Regions from separate parts of the Mus musculus genome. Here all the other regions are linked to region 1. A link is a contact called in public HiChIP or PLAC-seq and promoter capture Hi-C data. All regions are on one chromosome and are shown on one strand. Each heading gives the region's core, a stretch centred on a gene start, on an enhancer-like site or on the middle of the called end of the contact. The rest is flanking DNA. Distances are from core to core; before and after follow the strand shown.

Region 1 (5,158 bases), core at 2,461-4,960:
TGGTCCCAGCATTTGGGAGGCAGAGGCAGAGGCAGAGGCAGGCGGATTTCTGAGTTCAAGGCCAGCCTGGTCTACAAAGTGAGTTCCAGGACAGCCAAGGCTACATAGAGAAACCCTGTCTCGAAAAAACAAAAAAAAAAAACAAAAAAAAACAAAAAAAAAAAAACAAAAACAAAACAAAACAAACAAACAAAAAAATCTAATTTACTATTTTTTTAAAATGTGTTGGAGGATTAGAGATTTAGCTCAGTGACATGTCAGTGAAGAAATTTTTATAGTGCATATATTACTAGTGGAAAAACATCTGAAATACAACTGACTCTTGGACAAAAAGACACTTTAAAGGATGATATATAATATATATAACATATACATTTTATATATTATAATTATTGTGTATAATATAGATCATAATATATATAATGTGTGTGTGTACCATATTGACGGTAGAAAGAACAAGACATGTTCACCTTGTTGTACAGCAATGGTTGTTCTGTGAGGAAAGAGATTATTTGTAGTTTACTGAGCAAAGAAGTTTTAGAAGTGCATACTAGAAAGGAACAGGTCAAATTCAGATAAAAGAGGCTTTTCACTAGAAAAGAAAATGAAAAAGAAAGAATGCAGAGCCATTCTGAAGACGATACAATTTAACTTTGCAGCACTGTAAGAACCTAGGTCGTGCTTTCCCCTCGGCCGTTCTCCTGTATAGGAGGCAGCCATGGCGCCCAGCCGGAATGGCATGATACTGAAGCCCCACTTCCACAAGGATTGGCAGCAGCGAGTGGACACTTGGTTCAACCAGCCGGCGCGCAAGATCCGCAGGCGCAAGGCCCGGCAGGCGAAAGCGCGTCGCATCGCCCCTCGCCCCGCGTCCGGCCCCATCAGGCCCATCGTGAGGTGCCCTACAGTGAGATACCACACCAAGGTCCGGGCTGGCAGGGGCTTCAGCCTGGAGGAGCTCAGGGTGGCTGGCATCCACAAGAAAGTGGCTCGCACCATCGGCATCTCTGTGGACCCGAGGAGGCGAAACAAGTCCACGGAGTCACTGCAGGCCAACGTGCAGCGCCTGAAGGAGTACCGCTCCAAGCTCATCCTGTTCCCCAGGAAGCCTTCTGCTCCGAAGAAGGGAGACAGTTCTGCTGAAGAACTTAAGCTGGCCACCCAGCTGACAGGACCTGTGATGCCCATCCGGAATGTGTACAAAAAGGAAAAGGCCAGAGTTATCACAGAAGAAGAAAAGAACTTTAAGGCTTTTGCCAGTCTCCGAATGGCCCGTGCCAATGCCCGACTCTTTGGCATCCGAGCAAAAAGGGCGAAGGAAGCTGCAGAGCAAGATGTTGAAAAGAAAAAATAATTCTGTGTTGGAGAGTTGCAATAAATTTTCCATAAAGCAAAAAAAAAAAAAAAAAAAAAAAAAAGAACCTAGGTCGTGGATGATTATATAGTAGATGCTCAAAGCCTTGGCTAGTCAAGCACGTAGGCCAAATCAAATATGGACAATTAAAGCACCTAATAGTACACCATGCACTCCACTGAGGCTCTATAAATCCATGTCAACTAGTGGCCCGTGAGCCCTGCTGGACTTCCCGACAGACTCAGAACTAACTTTGATCATACAGTAACTCAGTGACCTCGGTCCTCAAAAGACAGACTACTGATTCAGTTCTCAGAGCCAGTGAAGTAAAAGGGCATCCCTCTCGTCTCTCTTTACATGTTCACCACGGTGACACTGGGCATCAGTATAAAGTCATGATGTAAAACTATGATACTGATCCATGCACACTGAACCAAGCATCCCAGCTCCAGCTCCGCAGTACCAACTGCACAAGTCACTTTGCTGAGCGGAGAGTGAGGAGGCTTGACCTCTCGCTGCTCCAGGAGCCTCAGCTTCAAATTCCTCTAACGCTGAAGAACGCATCACCTCTTCCACAGAGGTCACTGTGACAAGGCCGAAGGATCATCTCAGCCTAACCTACTAGAGTCAAGTCCATCCTTTCCTGAGCATCTACTAAGGGCTGCACTTTCATGTTTCTCAACTTTAAAGACTCATTACAGCCACAGGAGCCAGCACTTTTTACTTAGAAAGCATTAGCCTTCCCAGATCTGTCCAAGTCAACCAAGCCTGGAAGCCTGGATTCAAATCAAGGTCTCATTTCAAAGCCAGCTCTTAATTTGTGTGTCTCTGACAGACAAACATCAGACAAAACACAGAAAGGTTAAAGAGATGGGCTGTGACTGTGGTGAGCTAAAGTCCCTGGCTTTCCAATAACAGCAGCCTTGTTGCCATGTGGGGAGGAACAAGGGAAGCCAGGTATTGGGGGAAGAGGAGATCTGATTTTCAAAAACAACACATGTGACAGCCTTCAGCTCCGTTGTAACCTGGTGGGAAGTCTGGCTCAGTGGCAGAATGCTTGCCCTCCATGTAATCAGGCCCTGGATTCAGTCCTAGGCCTCCTCCATCTCCCTCAGTACTAACTACATGCGTAAACTACACTAACTACATTAGTACACTACATTCGTTAGTTAACGTAATCCTAACTTAATTAATGTGGGTAATCTTATTTCCAAAAGGGCCAGCTAACAACTGAAACCCGGGATCAGCAATCAAGTCTAAGCTTAGCAGAAAGCTTAGTTTCTTAGTTTCCCCCGTAGTAAATTCTAGCTCCAAGATTCTGGTCAAGTTACTTTAATTCTCTCTTCATTAGTAAAGACTCCATCCTATCTTGCAGGTCCTATTTTATGACCCTTCTGAATCCACAAAACAGAGCTATGACAACTACCCAAAGTTTGTCTTTAAAATGTCACACGCGGTTTTTTTTTTTTTCTGTATATCTAAATTCATTTTTCTCAGGTAAGCCATCCACAGCAGTTTCCAATTGGCTCTGCAAACTTCCCAGGAAGTGTATCCTAAACATAAAATCAAATGCCGGTTTTCCATGTCTTAATAATTAAAAAAGAAAAACATTAACAAATCATGTCACCAATAGAGCAGAAGAGTCCCTAGAGTGGTTAGCGCGCAGATCACTACAGCGTGCAAGAGGAGTAAGTATTGCCCCATGACACATTTGGGTGAACCTGAAAAGTAGGGTCTGAACCACCAACCCTAGGCAAACGCCCATTCTTACAGCTGATGGGGCAGGAACAGGTGGCATTGTGCCCCAAGAATATCGTTTTATTCTTAGCCACAAGCCTTCGCCAACAGCTGGGTCTTAACTTCCTTCCAGCCCCGTAGAGCCGGGTTTCAGCCGGCACCGAGGCTGGCCGGCCGACAGGTTAAAGGGAAGGAGGGAGGGGCCGCGCGGTCCGTCGCCGTGCCGGGTCCCCGAAGCCCTCCTGTCACCACGGCCCGGGCTGCACCGCCGCGTGGGGAGCTCGCGCGTCCGAGCAGGGGGAAGGAAAGAAGGCAGGCGACGGGAGCGGCGTAGACGCCCCGATCTCACCCACCCAGCCCGGCCCCAGCCCGGCCCGGCGACGCTGCGCTCACCGTCTCGGCTTCAGTGTGCTGGGGTCCGGCACTCTGACCCCCCATCACCCCACGGAGGAAATTCATCTTGTCGCTCAGCCGCCGGCTTCACCAGCCCCTCTGCCAAAGAAAACACGACCGCCCCCCGCCCCCCGTAGGGCCTAGCCCCCGAGCCGGCTCTCCGCACTCCCCGGCCTCCGCCACCGCCGCCTCCTACTCAGCAGCCTCTCCGGCCCCCCGAGCCCGGAAACAGCCGCGGACACCAGCCGCGGTGCGCATGCGCGGGGACGTGGCGTTACGTGGCGGCTCGAAGGGCGAAGGCAAAAGGGGAGAGGAGGGAGCCCCGGGCCGCAGGCCACGCCCACCTGCCCGGCCCCACAGGCCACGCCTACCAGCAGGCCTCCCACCACTTGGGCACGCCCCCTCCTCCTCCTTGCGCTGCTTGCTGCTGCTGGCCGCGGTCACCCACGTGGTCGCAGCCCTGCCCAGTCGGCTCCCGAGGCTCTGATTAGACTAGGAGCATCGGCTGGTAGGTGTTTTGTCGCCGAGAGCGGGACGGACTGCAAGCTGTCAAACCTGAGGGTTTATTTTTGTTGAGTCGAAAGTGAAATTTTCCTTTGGCCGGCGTGACAGGTAAGGGGGAGAAGGGTGTCCTGTCCCCTGGAAGATTCGTATGGTTCTTTCGGTTAAGCGGTACGAGCGAGGTGGCCTTTTGATCCTCGCAAATTGCATTTCTACCCAGGGCTTTGTTTGGTGGTAAAGGGGGTGCTAGAGACCCCTCATTCCACTACCACTCGAGGGCGCGTTTCTAAGTTCTTGCTCCTCAGCCCCGCTAAAAAGAATTCCTTGATCTAAACACCAGGTTCTCCGCTCATTTTCAAGTGTGAGAAGTAACCCCCTTCGTTTATCTCTAATAAGAGGTTGGAAATAAATTGTTCCATTGTGTCATTTTGGTAGCATAATGCCCCCCTTTTTAAAATTAATTCTTAATTTCTACGTTTTCAATGGTTTTAGCAAGCAGAATGTCATATTTCCAAATCGCTATACTTGTTCTTTCCAAATGAGGCTGCCAGGTACACATGGTTTTGCAAATTTCTTGACTCTGAAAGGGAGTCTAGTAAACCAACTGACTCATGCCTCTCTTGGTTTCAATTCCCCATAGGTCTCAGATGTGACGATTAAGACCTATGTCTCCCCCAGACTCCCTCTAAAAAGAAATCAGTATGCTTCCACGGTGTGCCCTAGCGTGCTCAGTAGTACCTCTACCCAAATAATCCCCTAGTCTGTAAGGAGGAATCCGAAGACTCCGGCTTTCCTCCTTCACCTGTCCAATGTTGAGTGTATGGTGTGCAGGAATATTTCTCAGATTCTTCCACACTGAGATTACAGCAGTAGGCTCCTAACTAGTTTGTCTACATCCAGCCCTGGCTTCCCACAGTACACCCTTGGGTGAGCCCAAGAGGAAGTATGTCAGTCCTCTTGTTAGAATCCTCCAGTGGTTCCCCGGTTTATATAATGACATCCAAACTCCTTAGTTTGGCAGACACACCTGTTAGGGTTGAAGCGCCAGTGTCCCTCAAATACTCAACATGTTTCTCTTGCTTTAGTATGCCCTTTCCCTCTTTGTGGGGCAGATTCCTGCTAGTTCCTTAAGCCTCCACTTCAGCGTCTCAGGAGAGAGTACCTTGAAATCAA
Region 2 (5,035 bases), core at 1,900-4,399, 1.0 Mb after region 1:
GCATTTTGTTGTGCTGGTCCTTGACTAGAAGTGTATGACAAAGCATTTAGCAAACAGAGACCCCAAGAAGGGAAAACACCACTAGTCCCAAAGGGTTTGCAAGCACCCGTTGCACAGAACACAAGAGACGTGTTAATAGAAGGCTTACAGGGGTGTCAAAGGCAGGGCCTCTGTCTTAAGAAAAGGATAACTATTAGGAATGTTTTAGGAGTTGACTTTAAGAGAATTAACAAAAGCTAAATTAGAAGTACTGTTAAATACGTGGCCATGCAGTGTTTCGACAGAAAAGTTCTTTTGATCATTATAAAGTGCAAGTTAGAGTAAGCCCTCTAGGGGAATTGTCTTAAATGAATTATCACTACATTTTATCAGATAGATTAGAAGTCTAAGCCAAATAATAGTCACTGTGCTGAAGTGTTTCGACAGACAAGATACCTCTGGGTATTTTAAGCAAACAGCCTTCCAAAAGAGCTCCAGCAACTGTCTCAGCTTTGTACATGTGTCACCGCAGTTCTTTCTAGGTGCTAGCCTCTTGCTCGCTCCAGAAGTTGACCTCCAGAACTGTTAGTAACTTAACACACCTTTAACAGGCTGCCGGACGCCTTGATGGTCCAACCTAATCCCCTTTCCTACTACAAATATTAAAAAATAAATAAATAAATTGAAAAAAAAAAAGATTGAGAAGCAAGGTATTGTCATAGAATGCTCACCAAGGGAGGTTTATCCCTGTCTCTGCCTCTGTCCCTCCTTCATTCCTCCTCCCCTCTGGGAGACTCCATTGGAGGAGGAGGAGGAGTCAGGGAAGCTGCTAGGGAAGTCTTAAGAGACCTTAATGAACTCTGATATCACCTCGCCCTGCCTCCAAGATCTGACTTATCAATGGCCTCTTCTCTCCAAATGACAAAGTAAAATGAGAGTGGTGAGCTTTTATCTCTCAAAAAACAAAACAAAACAAACAAACAAACAAAAACAAAAAACGTTATTTAAAAAAAAAAAAAAAAACATCTGTCTGATAGGAGAGAAAAAACAAAACAAAAAAACAACCAAACCAGGGATCAGTAGTTTGGATAAAAATAAAATCCACACATACATCTTTAACATTTCTAGGGTTCGTCATTATTCCTTCTGACCCCTTATTTGTGTTAGAATGCAGTTATTTTAAGTCAGGTAGTGTGGGGGAGGGGACACAAATGTTGAGCTACAAGGCTCACAGGAATGGTTAATGACGACCTATGCTCCCAGAATGGAGGTCATGTCGCATATTGGAAAAGACCATCATCCCAGGAGTCAAACAGATTGAGGTTCTGAATCTGACTCAGTTGCTTGTTCCCAGAGGCGGGAAAGGGGGTAGGGGGGCGGCACACAACCTTTCTGAGCTTCAATTCTTGTGTAAAATGAGCACAGTTATGTCTATGTACCAGAGTTGCAAACATTAAACATGCACATGAGGTTTTGATGAATGCCTTGGACTTTCAGGATGCAACCTCCACGTGGCTCTGAGGACTCGCAATAGCCACGCCTACAAAGCCTTTAGAAAACTGAGCCATCTCCCTTCTGAAGCCACTTTGCAGAGGTAAAACCCGCATCTCACAGACAACGCTTTCCTTGTGCCCTCCACTCACCTCTGACTGAATCATCTATAATATAGCCGGATATTTGTGGTTCATTATCATACTCCTCTGAGTAGTCGTAGTCCCCTGTGGAGAGTTCACTGCCAGAAGGCATTTCGCTTATGGTGGAAACCTCTCTTCCCACAGAAAGCTCAAGTCCACCGGCACTGTGGTCCCCAGAAAGCGATTCGCCTTTCCCTGAGCTGGGGTCATTGAGCTCCAAAGCAGCTGCATAATGGCCTGCAGGGACGGAGAGAATAAGAAGAGATGAGTCGGATACTTCTGTCTCAGTAAGTGAGCATTGCTGTGTAGACATGTGTGTCTCCTCATATCAAACAGTTACTGCATGTGTGCTATTGGGTGTTGGGATTTGTTTTTTGTTTGTTTTGTTTTGTTTGACTGAGTCGCTCATAGAAGCAACTTCCCAGTCTGCCAAGAAGCAAACTCAGTTGCCCAAATTACTGAGTTTCTTTTATCTGGGTTTTCTTTTCCAGATCGCCTACATTAATTTCCACAATTGGATAAGTCCTGCCAAGGCAATGCCCCCAGAATCACGTAACCCGCAATGTCTAAGTGGCCTACACCCTTCGGGTCTAACTTGGGTGCGCTTTTCCAAAGCTTTCCTGCCATCTTTTGACCGGTACTGATACATTTTAACTCTTGTTTACAGCCATTGAATCTGTACATAAGATGCAAAAGGTAGTGCCAATAGTGGCAAAGAGCAACGGTTTTTACCGTCTTTATCTATTATTATCACACAGAGAAAAGGTTCAGAGCCGGGTAACCCCTTGGAGGAGTCCTGAGCTTCAGTCCTTGATTTCATTTTAATTCTTTTTTTTTTTTTTAATATCAAGACAGCATTTGGCAGCGATGCTTTCAACCTCTGAACACTTTGAGTCTGCTTTGGAGAGGGAAAAATAAAATCACTAGACAGAAGAATGGAGACAGAAGGCAAAGAGCCCTCCTTCAAATCCTCCTGGATTAACTACTTTTGTAGAAACTACTTCACCTGCCTGGACCTCAGTTTCCTTAGTTATCAAAGAAAAGGGTGGGCTAAAATGACCTCTTAGGTTTCCATCAGCTGGTCCTTGGGTCATGCTAGAGACCTTGGGTCATGCTAGAGACTTCGTCTGCTTCTCTCACCCTCCTAGCATGAGCAATTTCAGGGGTATGAGCTAAGGGGATCTGCTCCCTGACGTTTGGGGAATGTCAAGAGGCAGCAGCATTCAAGGGGCAACAACCTGAGAGGTGGCGGATGCTCACCTGAGCCTAAGACCAGCAGCAACAGCACTGAGCGCGCCAGCGGTAGCAGCGGAGTTCTCATTGGTTCCACCGGCCGGCAGCGTCTCGGTCTCTGCAGCAACACGACAGCGGCTCCGGGCGGCGGGAGCAGCGGAACCACGGAGCAGCGGGCGAGCACCGGCGCAGGGAAGCCCAGCCCGCCGGGCTCCGGACGGCTGGAGCGGCCAGCGCCTCAGGCTCAGCTGGAGATGTCCGGGCGGTGGCCGCGGGTCAGAAGGGAGCGAAGGAAGCGGGATCCAGGGTGCGGCGAGCACCTGCTGCTTTTATAGACCCGCTGGAGCCACCGCCCGTGACGTCACGGACCAGCCCTGGGTGGAGGCGGGAGGTTACTACTCCAAAAACCCAGCTGACGCGGGAGGAAGTGGGGATCGAGCCCTGATTACGCGGGGAGAAACTTTCCCACTCGCGTTGTGTTTTAAGTTAGAGTGGTGCTGAGGAGCTGACAGCCCAAAGAAACTCTTTGCATATACATTAACAGGACAGCAGGCCGGGACATTAAGTACCAAAGTCCCATTTTAGGATGTTTGTGGAGCTTTCAGAGCAACTGTGGCTTAGTGATGTTAGCCCGAAGACTTTGAGGAGGATAAACGAAGCGCTAAAGGACTCCTAATAACCTAGTTATCAATCAGACACCCTCCCTGCGGCCTTCCTCTCTGCAGTATTTGCTGGTCTTTCTACTCGAATTACACTTAAGGTTTTAGCTGGGCGTGGCCAGACAGTGGCACTTAGGGAGACTGAAGTAGAGGTTACAGGGAGAAGTTAACCTGAGCTGTATCATGAGACCAATAATAAGTTGCTGGGGATAAGTGTGCTCCCCTATTTTACAAACCAATAAAAGACAGATGTAAAAAGCAGAAAAAAATGAATTAACTCAAACACACATTATGTAGATTTGATTCAAATTAGTTTGTCACTGAAATCTGCCCCTTGCAGCTCTGATAAAGAGATTGAGGGCTAAACTGACCTTTAAGAAGAGGGTTGCTGGGCAGAAGAAAGTTTCATAGAAAAGGAAAGTTGTCAAGATGATTTAGGTGTTCAAATTGGAAGAATCCAGGGAGGCCCTCATTTCCAGCCTGAGAGAGAGCCCTAATGGGGACACATCTGCGACTCCAGCACCCAGGCTAGAGGAACTTCCAGGCCCACCCAGGCAACAGAGCAAATGTGAGGGGCTATTTGGGCTAGCAGAAAGACTGGTGTGTGTGTGTGTGTGTGTGTGTGAGAGAGAGAGAGAGAGAGAGAGAGAGAGAGAGAGAGAGAGAGAGAGAGAGAGAAAGGAGAGGAGAGAGAAAGGAGAGGGGAGGGGAGGGGAAGGGAGGGGAGGGGAGGGGAGGGGAGGGGAGGGGAGAGGGGAGGAGAGGAGAGGGAACCGAACCCCACTGGGGGCATATTTAGCTGCAAAGGAAGTGAGGGCAGTTACTTCCCCGAACTCTCATGCTCTAGTAGCTCAGGACACGCAAACTTTATATGCCCCAATACAGGGGAACGCCAGGGCCAAAAAAATGGGAATGGGTGGGTAGGGAAATGGGGGGGGGAGGGTATGGGGGACTTTTGGGATAGCATTCTAAATGTAATTGAGGAAAATAGGTAATAATAAAAAATATTAAAAAAAAAAAAAAAAAGAAATGGATTTCTCTTGGCTTAAAGAAAACAAGACACACTTTCTCTAAGCTGTTTCCTGCCCTTATCCACGACCCTCCCTGACTGAGCTCCCCCAATCAGCCTTTTCAGGACTATTGGTTTTAAACTCTTAGAACAAAAACATGGGCTTTTGGAGAGGAGATACAGAAAAGTCCTGAACTGTGCCCTCACTTCTACTCAGTGTTTGGTGAAGGAGTACTTTGTGTAAACTGTGCTTTACTTTTGTGTGGGAAATCACCAAGAGGGAGATTTAGTGAGCAGCACCATGTTTGTTGAGAGCCCAGTCGTGTGGGCCACATATGATTAAGTAAATCTACTAAATCAGATAAAAGGGATTGATTCACAGTACGCTGGGAAAGGAGGCTGTAGTTTAATTTGGCCTGTAGGTATCACAGACAGCCCTGTGCGGGAAGGGAAAAAGGCCCTGGGAGGCCTTCTGAGCAGGAAGTTTGGATAGAAAGAAGGTACGATTTAGGGCGGCCACC
Region 3 (4,851 bases), core at 1,181-3,680, 600 kb after region 1:
CACACACACACACCAAACCTTCACAATGACAAACAGACACCCAATCTCCTCAAGTGTAACAACTTGTGCATTTTCCAGAGAGGCTTCTCATGGCTCTCATATTCCCACATCTCACGCTGCACTGTGCAGAGCTGAGAAAGGGATGCTTTCTTGTCCCACACGGAGTGCAGGTTCCCTGTTTTCACAGGGCAGTGAGCATCACTGAGAACAAGTAGGGGCGAATTTCATCCCCTGTGGCCCCTCTCTCAGCTATACAGTATTAAAAGCCTAGGGAAGAAGTAAAAGGATGCTGAGAATTTCCCATGGCCACCCAAAATAGCACACACACTATTGCTATTGCCTTGTCCACATCAGAAAGTTCTAGAACCACCTTATAGCCTCTCACACGTGGCAGGCTGGCCTGCCAATCAAAGCTGCTATTGGTTTAGTACACTCTATTCTATCTGGAGTTGGAGTGGAAGGCATTGAGAACCTGATTAATTTAGACTGCTTGTTTCCAGTGAGCCTCATATTTTAGAAATGTGTATTTCCTTCCTTGTCCTTTTTCCTAGTTTTCCTTTTGTCCAACACAATGCATAGTGTGCTACTGTTATTTAATGGTCAGGAACTAGGTAGGGTATCTCCTTGTAATAGCCAGAAGCTGGAAAGAACCCAGATGCCCCTCAAAAGAGGAATGGATACAGAAAATTTGGCACATTTACACAATGGAGTACTACTCAGCTATTAAAAAGAATGAATTTATGAAATTCCTAGGCAAATGGATTGACCTGGAGGGTATCTTCCTGAGTGAGGTAACCCAATCACAAAAGAACTCACATGATATGTACTCACTGATAAGTGGATATTAGCCCAGAAACTTAGGATACACAAGATATAAGATACAAGGCACATGAAACTCAAGAAGAACGAAGACCAAAGTGTGGACATTTTGTCCCTTCTTAGAATTGGGAACAAAACACCCATGGAAGGAGTTACAAAGTTTGGAGCTGAGACAAAAGGATGGACCATCTAGAGATTACCATATCCAGGTATCAATCCCATAATCAGCTTCCAAACTCAGACACCATTGCATACACTAGCAAGATTTCGCTGAAAGGACCCTGATATAGCTGTCTCTTGTGAGACTATGCAGGGGCCTAGCAAACACAGAAGTGGATGCTCACAGTCAGCTATTGGATGGATCACAGGGCCCCCAATGGAGGAGCTAGAGAAAGTATCCAAGGAGCTAAAGGGATCTTCAACCCTATAGGTGGAACAACAATATGAACTAACCAGTACCCCCTGGAGCTCGTGTCTCTAGCTGCATATGAATCAGAAGATGACCTAGTCGGCCATCAGTGGAAAGAGAGGTCCATTGGTCGTGCAAACTTTATATGCCTCAGTACAGGGGAATGCCAGTGCCAAGAAGTGGGAGTGGGTGGGTAAGGGAGTGGGGGAGGGGAGGGTATGGGAGACTTTTGGGATAGCATTGGAAATGTAAATGAGGAAAATACCTAAAAAAATTTTTAAAAATTAAAAAAATACTGTTTTTTAATCCCCACTGTATTGAGATGGAGAAATATCTGATCTACACAGCCTCAGTCTTTTGCCATCAAGAGGAATAAATAAATAAGCAAGCATAGGCCAAGTAAGACCCCGAGCTATCAGAAGCTGGAAGGGGGAAGAAAGATTCCAAGAGAGCAGAAGCCTTGATTCCAGCTTCCAGTTTTCAGACCTGTGAGGGAATAAATGGCTGTTGTTTAAAGCCATACAATTTTTTTGTGGTAATTTATTACACAGCCCAAGGAAACGAAGACAATAAGCTAGTTTATATTTATACCAAGCTTGGCAGGTTGGCATGGACAGGGGGACAAGAAGCTCCCAGGAGTTTGCAGGGAGTAATGTTTAGGGACCAGACTGATTTTTGCAACCTCTGTTGCTGGACAATGAAGACAATAGACGACAGTGCCCCAGGAGGGCCTACTTCCTTCTGAATGACTCTAGTCTTAGTTGGTGACACCAGAACAAATCTCTGGTGTCCCAAGTTCAAAGGAGGAAAGTGTCTTTTTTAGTGACATTAAAAACCCAGAAAGGAAAGCTCCTTTGATATATCCCTTACACCACAGATGCTGGTGAGGCTGAGGAGAGAGGGGCCACCCATGACAACCACTAGGTTTGGCACCTTCCTCCATCTCCATAAGGAAATTTGCTATCAAAAGCTGTCATTTGCTGGCCTGCTACATTCTGGAGGGTTTGTTTGATTTTTAGTTTTGGAGGAATCATTTATACTTACCTTGGAGATATGTACATGACTGTGTATTTTTAAAACAATATCATCAACTGATTTTTGTCTGTTTGTCGTTTTATTGTTTTGAGACTGAGTCTCACGCACCCGGGACTGGTTCCCAACTCACTATGTGTGCAGCTAAGGAGCCTTAATACTTTCCCCTCCTGACTCACATGCATGCCGGAATTTCAGGCTGGTTTATAGGCTGTTTTTATGATACATTTCAAAGGTTAAGCTGTGGTTTGCAAGAGCAATCTTGTGTTTAAACAAGAATACACACCTATACAGAAACAAAACTTAAACGTTTTTTTTTCCCTTTCCCCAACAAATGTATTTTTTCAGAGGATTGCCTGGACTGCCTTTTTCTCGAAAAATTCCCATAAAGGTTAGCACTAGCTCTACTCGTTGAGTCTTCAGGAGACAGTCCTTGCTGTGTTCACGCGACTAGACAGAGTGGAATTTTCTTCCCTAAGAATGTGCTGGTGGTGTGACTGTGCAAACATAGCAAGCATCTTTGCAAAGCAATTATAATTCCTTTCTAAATCTTGCTTGCTCCTGTGTCATCAGGCCACTGGGCTCTGCCAAGCTTCCTCTCTGTCTTGTGTGTATCTTCTAGGTCCGTAGGGTACCCATCTTTGAGCAACTCTAAATTCACACAATTGACATTGTATGTTTGATGCTTATGATATTGTATGTATTGGCTGTTTACTCTATATAGGTGTTACTTTTCCTGAAAGCCGATGCTCTGTGATCATTTATATCCCTGTGAGTGGCAGTGGACAATGTCTTTCTGTTGATCTGTGTTAATATATCATTTAAATAAGTGACTATAAGCCTTTGAGACCTCACTCTGAAGGAGAAAGGGCAAGGTTGGAAGGGCTTCCCTCCCACCCTCGAAGTCAGGGAATTTAATGTTTACATGAAAACATGAGTCTACCTTCTGCCAACAACCAGCTGTGAGATCTTGGACTCCACATCTCTGAGCTGCAGTTTCTTTAGTGCAACTTGACAAGCATTGAACATTTGCCCCATGGGTTCATGGAATGGAGGGGCATGAAGCTATGACATGCATCTGTTCTGTAGTGGTTGAGACACTCAAGCAACTCAAAGAAATCTGAGAGCTTTCAAGTTGGCAAATTCTGGTCAGTAGAAAACAGTGGAGAGAGATGTGCAGCACGAGGCAGTAGCAATAGCAGAGTCCTGGAGGGACTCAGCAGGTCTTCCCTTCTAGAGACTGATTCACCAAGGATGATGTATGTGCTTCTTTGCCTTTCATGACATGATTACCCATACTGCCTTGTTCTCTAGAAGAATCCCAAGTCACTTGTTAAAAGGGTGGATCTTATCTCTGTATCCAACAGGGAGGCCTGGCAAACCTCCTTTCTATGAGCTCTTTTAAAAATAATTTTAATTTTTATTGGAAATAGTTTTTTTCACATAAGATATTCTGGTTATTTTCTCCCCACACCACCAATTCCTCTAAGAAATCCCCCATTTTCCCATGCACTCAAATATGTACCCTTCCTATCTATCTCTCTTATTAGAAAACAAACAAGCAACTAAAAAAAACCAAAACCAAAAAACAAACAAAACAACAACAACAAAAGAACCAAACACATACGGACACAGAAATACACACATAGAAATCCCATAAAAACATAAAAGCCGTAGCATATAAGAAAAGATCTATAATGTTAAAAAAAAAGGCCCAAACAAAGCACTATGAGACAAAACATATCTCTAAAGGTACTATTGAGTTCATTTTGTCTTGGCCAACGCCTGCTGGGCATGGGGCCTGTTAGTGTGGATTATATACCCAGTGAGATGCCTTATTTTATTTTATTTTACTTTGCAAGTGATTGTCAGTTGGCTATAGGCTTTGGGTTAGGATGGAGATCCTGTCTAAAACCTTTTTCTAACAAGAATTTAATCATCTACCAAATGGAAGACTGTAATGAATCCCTCCGTAACCTTTACATAATTTCAACAATCACTAATTGGCCACCATTTCTTCTTATAATTATCACAACCTATTTTTCTACTCCCATATTATTTTGAAGCAAATCTTAAGAACAACAGCATTTCTTCTGCAACTATGATAAGGTTGTTGGAAAACAATGTTTTCCAACAATTATTATCATGGTTAAACTAAACAAAACTTTAGCCTCGTTAAACAGCAAGTAAGTGTTCTCTTTCACAATAGTGTCCTAATCTTCATGATTTAATTTTAGAGATTTGATTGCTTCCAAATCTGAATAAGTCACACAGGTGGAATTGGCTGCCCCAGTCATACTTCTCTGTTTAGTCTTACAGACTTCTCTTCTCCCTGCACATCTCCCTCTCAACCTCTTTCTTTTATTCCCAATAATCTATTTATTGGAGAAACCAGGCTGTTGATTCTGCCGACACTCCTGTTGTCTGCTGCTTTCTGACTTCCCATGATATTCACTATCACTTTCCCCAGTTGACTGAAGAAGCTCCATGGGATGTAGGTCCTTTTAAATGTGACAGGGCTATATCAAAAGGGATGGTGTGGGACAGACAGTATCTAGTTATACCACATGTGATGGTTTGTATATACTTGG
Region 4 (5,154 bases), core at 94-2,593, 830 kb after region 1:
GCTAACAAAGTGCAGGGTTAAGATGCCCTCTCCTCATTTGTTTAGTGCAAATATGTATCCTTTATATCTATTGTCTTTGCAACGGTAACATCACTTTTTGTTACTTTGTTACTTCCCCACCTCTATTCAATATTTATTGTTCTCCCATTGTAATGGCTACAGCATTGTCTAAAACCTTTACAACTGGAAAGATCAAGGCTGGTGCTATGGTGATGTCCTTTCTTCCAACCTAAGTCACTGCATCAGAAGTGATGCTGCTGATTTGTCCCCATGGGCAGAAGTTATAGCACCTTGAGTAGTTTTTTCCGGGTCACAGGTCTAGACTTCTTTGTAAGTGCAGCCGTTACAGCATCAGCATCCAACATCACTGCTCTCCTGATTTCTACTGAGATAGCACTATGGCTGATCTTTTCCATGCCTTCTTTGGCTGAGGGGGTGGTAGTACCATCTCTACCCTTTCCTTATCAGCACCAGGGGCAAGGAAGAAAGCATAGGCATACTAGTGGAGAGGTAATACAACGTCAATAGCTGCTCTGGAAGCTAAATATGCACCTGCTGTGACAAACAGCAATTGCTTTCATGGACATGTCCTCTTAAAAACATATGTCCCTCTAACACCCTACGCACCAGTGTTTCCAACAGCTTTGAGACAATCCAGATGTCCGTCACCAAGAACGTGGTAAAATAAATGCCAGTACACCCACATCGTGGGACACCACTCAGTGATGAGAAGCAATGAACTGTTACACACAACAGCTTGGACGAAAGCCAATCTCAGAAGATTGCACACAGTTCCATTTTACGATAACATTCTTGAAATAACAAAATTAGAGACAAGTAGAGAAGATAAATGATTGCCAGGTGAGAAAAAATTAGGCAGAAGCAGGAGGCTATGAGGTGCATGCAGAGGGGAAAGGTGGAGGCTATGATGAGGTCTCAATGGTATGAGCTTCCTGCATCTTCATCCTTCATCATTGTCTTGGGTTTAATGTGGTACTGAAGCTTTGCAAAATGTTTTCTTTTGCAGCTATGGGAAAAGAGCACACAGAATCTCTGTGTCATTTTCTATGGGTGCAGCTTAGCTTATAATTATCTAAAAGCAAGGGTTTCATTAAAAACAGGTGAGATAATTAGTTTTGAGAAAGAATTACTTATTGTGTTAATCTGCCAGCAGCAAGAAATAGTAAAAATCTAGAATTTTTGCTATTGACATGGGATTTTCAGATTAGTTTCAGGCAAAGTGTTGGCTGAAATTCCTTGGATCACAGGGTAGCTAAGAGTTAATGCCATTCAAAACCACAATGAATCAGCAATCTGAAGAGTGAATTGTGGAAGTTCATGGGATCCTGTTCTGCAGCACTTAGAAATCACCACAAGAGGGTGCAATGATCCCAGCTAATTACAGGGACAGTGGCATCAGGTGAACCAACCGGGAGGTAAATTGTCTAATGTGGAAATATTCTTTAACCCAGATGCTTTCTCTAGGATGCACCTGTGGTTAGTTGTTGCTTTGCTTTTGTTTTTTGTTTTTTTCTTAAAGGCTGTAAATCAGTTGATAGAAACTGATAGCAGCTGACTGCATCAAGGAAAGAGAAACAGATCATGAATGACAAACGGGAGGATGGGACTATCCAGCCTCTAGAGATTCTGAGAGGAGACCTCTTCCTCATCGTGGAGATGCTCCACTTCTGCTAAATTACAGGTATGCTCAAAGCACCTATACAAATTGGTACCAAATTTGCAATTGAATGCCAGGATGACCTCCCATTTGGAGGCATAGATTGGGAGCAAAATGGTGGTGCATTAAGATCCATTCCGTTTCACTGTTAAAGTCATAGATGGGAGCAGGGTGCAGGTGAGGTGTGAATGTGTTATTGCCCAGCAGAATTCTTTGAAGGGCTAATCTAATGGACTTTCTCTGAGGTCTCATCTTCCTTCCCTTAGAGGTTGGGGGAGACAATAGTGTCTATCATTCCGACCTTGCTCTAGAAACGGAGGTCAGGCCCACTGAGAGATCTATGAGATGGGGTCCTCGGCTGAGTGAATCAGATGCTGTGTAGCCCATGCCTGGAGAGTGGAAAGAGGCTGACTATAGGCAGAAACAGGCTCCCTTCTACCAGTCAGTCACTCAGAAGAATGGGAGATTCTGCAAGCCAAAGAGGCAGAGACAAGAGCTGAGTCCACTTGCAGGAGCCTTTGCCTACACCAGGGGGAAGACTTGGGGCTTTGGAAGAATCAGATTCCCAAAACAGTGAGCAAGCTTCTAACCAGACCTAGAGTCTGGAGCCTCTAGACAGGTGGGAACCTTCTTCCTCCTCTCAGCTTCTCTCGTGTCCCTGCTGGCTCTCCTGGGATAAGCCAAAGCATAGATGTTAGAACCAGCTCGCAACAGGGAAATGAGAAGAATTTTGTGTTCAGAATTTTGCATAAATTATGTGTTCAGAATTTTGCATAAATTAGACATGGTCACATGTGCCTGCATCTGCTACTGGAGAGGATGAGGCAGGAAGATTGCTGGCTTAAGTTACACAGTGAGTCTGAGACCAGCAGATGCTATCTTTCCCGAGTAAGCTCCTTTCTCAGGAAACAGCTGCCACAGCAAAATCTGAGGTGATCAACTGGAGCAAGAGACAGAGGACAGCTCTACCTAGTCCTGTTTTAACTGTTTTCTCTTAACGCACCCATGGCCTGGGAATCAAATCTTTAACTCATGGGACTTTGGGGGGACACTCAGACTCCAAATGAGAAAACCAACTTGTCTAGCAAACGCCAACACATTCCTCTCCAGCCCCTTGTTCTTCATATACTGTCTTATCTTTCTTCCTGGCCGTTATTAGGCATTGGGTCATCTGTCCCATGAGAACAGGACCCATGATTGGTTTATTCCCTGTACTCCTGGGGCGTTCCTAACATGTAAGAAATCCTCCACCACTTCTCTTAGACTTATTAATTAATTACTCATACTTTAGCCTTTGCAGAAATAAATAAATGCTTTTATATGTTACATACTTAAATAATATTAGTCGCTGGACTTGAAGTTGTGGATTAGGGATTTATCTTTCTACTGTGTCATATACAACCTTTAGGAAATGCATCTAATTCTTGTTCTTTTTAAACAATTTAAAGATAACGTTCAAGGCAAGCCCATGCTCTGAACTTCTCTGTACCCACCAGGACTTGCTTTCTCATCATTTTTCCTCTATCCCAAGTGCTGATGTATATCTGTAAGACAGTGGTGACTCAGGACTAAGCTAATATGCCTAAAAGGAAGGCAGAAGGGTGAATAATTGAACTACATTGGAAAAAAGACTAAATTGACTTTTAGAAATGCTTTTCTATGTGTATGGAGTTAGAGTGTTTGTGCATGTGGGAACACAAGAGCCCACACCTGCACACGTGTGGAGGACAGGGTAAGGTATGGGATTCTCTCTATTTCTCTCTGCAAAGCTTCATCTCTCTTCCTGCCTTCCTCTCCCTAGGTGCTGGGATTATAGCAGAACATAGCCATGCCTGGGTTTTGACGTGGCTGGCTACTGGGGATGGGAACATAGGTCCTCATGCACGTGCAGCAAGCACTCTCACCCCTGAACCATCTTCCAATCCCTGTCAATGTTTGCATTAGTATCTATTAATGATGCGTTAAAATGAGTTTCATTATGATGTATTTATACATGTATGTAATTTATTTTGATCAAGTCTGTCCCAGCTTCTCTCTCTTATTCCTGACTGTGTCTGTCGCTCCTCCTTCTTCCCAAGCAGGTGCCCCCCATCTTTCCTGTCTTCTTTGCATGCTTTATTAGGATGGTTTATCAGAGCATGGGTGATGCTTGATTTTCAGGAACCTAGACAACTTCCTGTGACTACACCACTGAAGAAAATATTCTTTTCTCTGTATCAACCATTGACCATGATGAATCCTCAGGAGCAGGTGAGGCCCTGTCAGCCCTTACCTCTTCCAAGACAAACTGCTAACAGGCTCCATCTTGGGCCGATCTTACACAGGCAATTGCAGTTGAGATGGGCCTGGAGAGATGATCCAGCAGTTTCCAGCAGTAAAAAACAGCCACTAGCGTACAGAAAATCCAACTTCGGTTCTTTGCACCCATGTTGGCTGAGTTGCATCCACCTATAACTCCAGCTCCAGTGTCCAAAGCACTCTTCTGGCCTTTGTAAGAACCTGCATTCACATACTCACACCCATATACCCTGATACACATAATTAAAAATAATATAAATCTTCTAAAAAGTAGGGCAAAAGTCACGTCCTGAGCAGAAGTCAGAATTCCATAAACCCCTCTGCTCTTTCATTCGTTCAGCTCATTCTGTAATATTCTCTGAGCCTTGTTGGGGGTTGTACAGTTGCTCCTTTTTTGTCTAGACATCCAATAATCATTTATTCCCAGTACTTTGGCCACTTACGGATCTTTGCAATCATCACTGAGCACGACAAAGAGAAGTTTCTCTGACAAAAGCTGACAGCAGTACTCACCTGTGAGCCTGCACAGTTATTTAGAGGGCAGATTAACAGACATGTCATGTCCGTCTAGCAAAAGGTAAGGCTGTAGCTTCCCCTGTAGTGTCTGTGTCCTCATCAGCATTTAATTAGGTTTATAGTTCTATGTGTGCATTCCCTCTAGAGGAACAGGAATCAAATCCAATTACAAAGTGGATGGCGGGGAGGGTATGGGGGACTTTTGGGATAGCATTGGAAATGTAATTGAGGAAAATACATAATAATAAAAAAAAGAAAGTGGATGGCTTTTCACTATAACAGGGATCCCATTATTGTGCCAATGTGTATGGTTGCAAACAGGGTCCACAGCAAAGTTAAGTCTGTTGATATTTGTTCTCCCCAGCAGCCAGTATAGCACCGTCTGGAACTATCTAAGCTAGCCAGCAAGAAGGAGGCTCCCAGACAAATAGAGGTTGATATTTCTATATCCCTTGACCAAGCAAGGCATTTTGCCTCTTCAATATTAGGTTCTTAGTGTCTCTTCTGATGATCATCTAACAGCAATGGCAATTGATTGTATTGTTTGTGTAACTCAATGGCCTCCCTGGCTAACAACTCACAAGGACCCAGACACTGGTAAACTCCTTTAGTAACCTATGACTTTGGGAAAAACTTTATCTACCCATGGGGTACCTCTCTTC

What was found. Promoter capture Hi-C pulls out the DNA fragments that hold promoters and counts their contacts. HiChIP or PLAC-seq counts read pairs in DNA pulled down with a chosen protein or histone mark.
Region 2: an HNF4G HiChIP or PLAC-seq map of pancreatic cancer cells shows a contact between it and region 1. The contact joins the promoter of Areg here to the promoter of Uso1 in region 1. A contact is called at or near these places in 2 of 39 promoter capture datasets (the 3T3-L1 cell line and liver) and 1 of 115 datasets of contacts at active chromatin or transcription factors (pancreatic cancer cells).
Region 3: a contact with region 1 is called in an HNF4G HiChIP or PLAC-seq map of pancreatic cancer cells. The contact joins the enhancer-like site here to the promoter of Uso1 in region 1. A contact is called at or near these places in 2 of 39 promoter capture datasets (cranial neural crest and hippocampal neurons), 2 of 484 Hi-C or Micro-C datasets (both in embryonic stem cells), 3 of 115 datasets of contacts at active chromatin or transcription factors (astrocytes, embryonic basal ganglia and pancreatic cancer cells) and 1 of 9 other capture datasets (embryonic stem cells).
Region 4: a promoter capture Hi-C map of hippocampal neurons shows a contact between it and region 1, with 3 times the contacts expected there. The contact joins the enhancer-like site here to the promoter of Uso1 in region 1. A contact is called at or near these places in 6 of 39 promoter capture datasets (the 3T3-L1 cell line, 3T3-L1-derived adipocytes, the SN4741 cell line and 2 more), 2 of 484 Hi-C or Micro-C datasets (the STO cell line and embryonic stem cells) and 2 of 115 datasets of contacts at active chromatin or transcription factors (the NIH/3T3 cell line and bone marrow-derived macrophages).

The regions. Positions count from the first base shown.
Region 1 is chr5:92,136,490-92,141,647 of GRCm38.p6, reverse strand. It overlaps Uso1 (USO1 vesicle docking factor), which reads right to left and starts at 3,710. Exons shown (of 24, transcript NM_019490.1): 1 at 3,485-3,710. The coding sequence starts at 3,550. It also overlaps a transcript of G3bp2 not described here and the pseudogene Gm15710.
Region 2 is chr5:91,137,713-91,142,747 of GRCm38.p6, reverse strand. Areg (amphiregulin) reads right to left here and starts at 3,149. Exons shown (of 6, transcript NM_009704.4): 1 at 2,874-3,149; 2 at 1,623-1,850. The coding sequence starts at 2,934.
Region 3 is chr5:91,530,885-91,535,735 of GRCm38.p6, reverse strand. All of the region lies in intron 1 of Parm1 (prostate androgen-regulated mucin-like protein 1), which reads right to left. Among named protein-coding and RNA genes, the nearest start is that of Parm1, 16 kb to the right of the region's middle. Within about 2 kb of position 2,430, at least 16 of the 459 cell types and tissues checked have an H3K27ac peak or open chromatin away from gene starts, as enhancers often do. A contact at or near this core is called in pancreatic cancer cells, where this site is marked.
Region 4 is chr5:91,304,305-91,309,458 of GRCm38.p6, reverse strand. No RefSeq gene overlaps it. Among named protein-coding and RNA genes, the nearest start is that of Gm19619, 24 kb to the right of the region's middle. Within about 2 kb of position 1,343, at least 16 of the 459 cell types and tissues checked have an H3K27ac peak or open chromatin away from gene starts, as enhancers often do. A contact at or near this core is called in the STO cell line and hippocampal neurons, where this site is marked.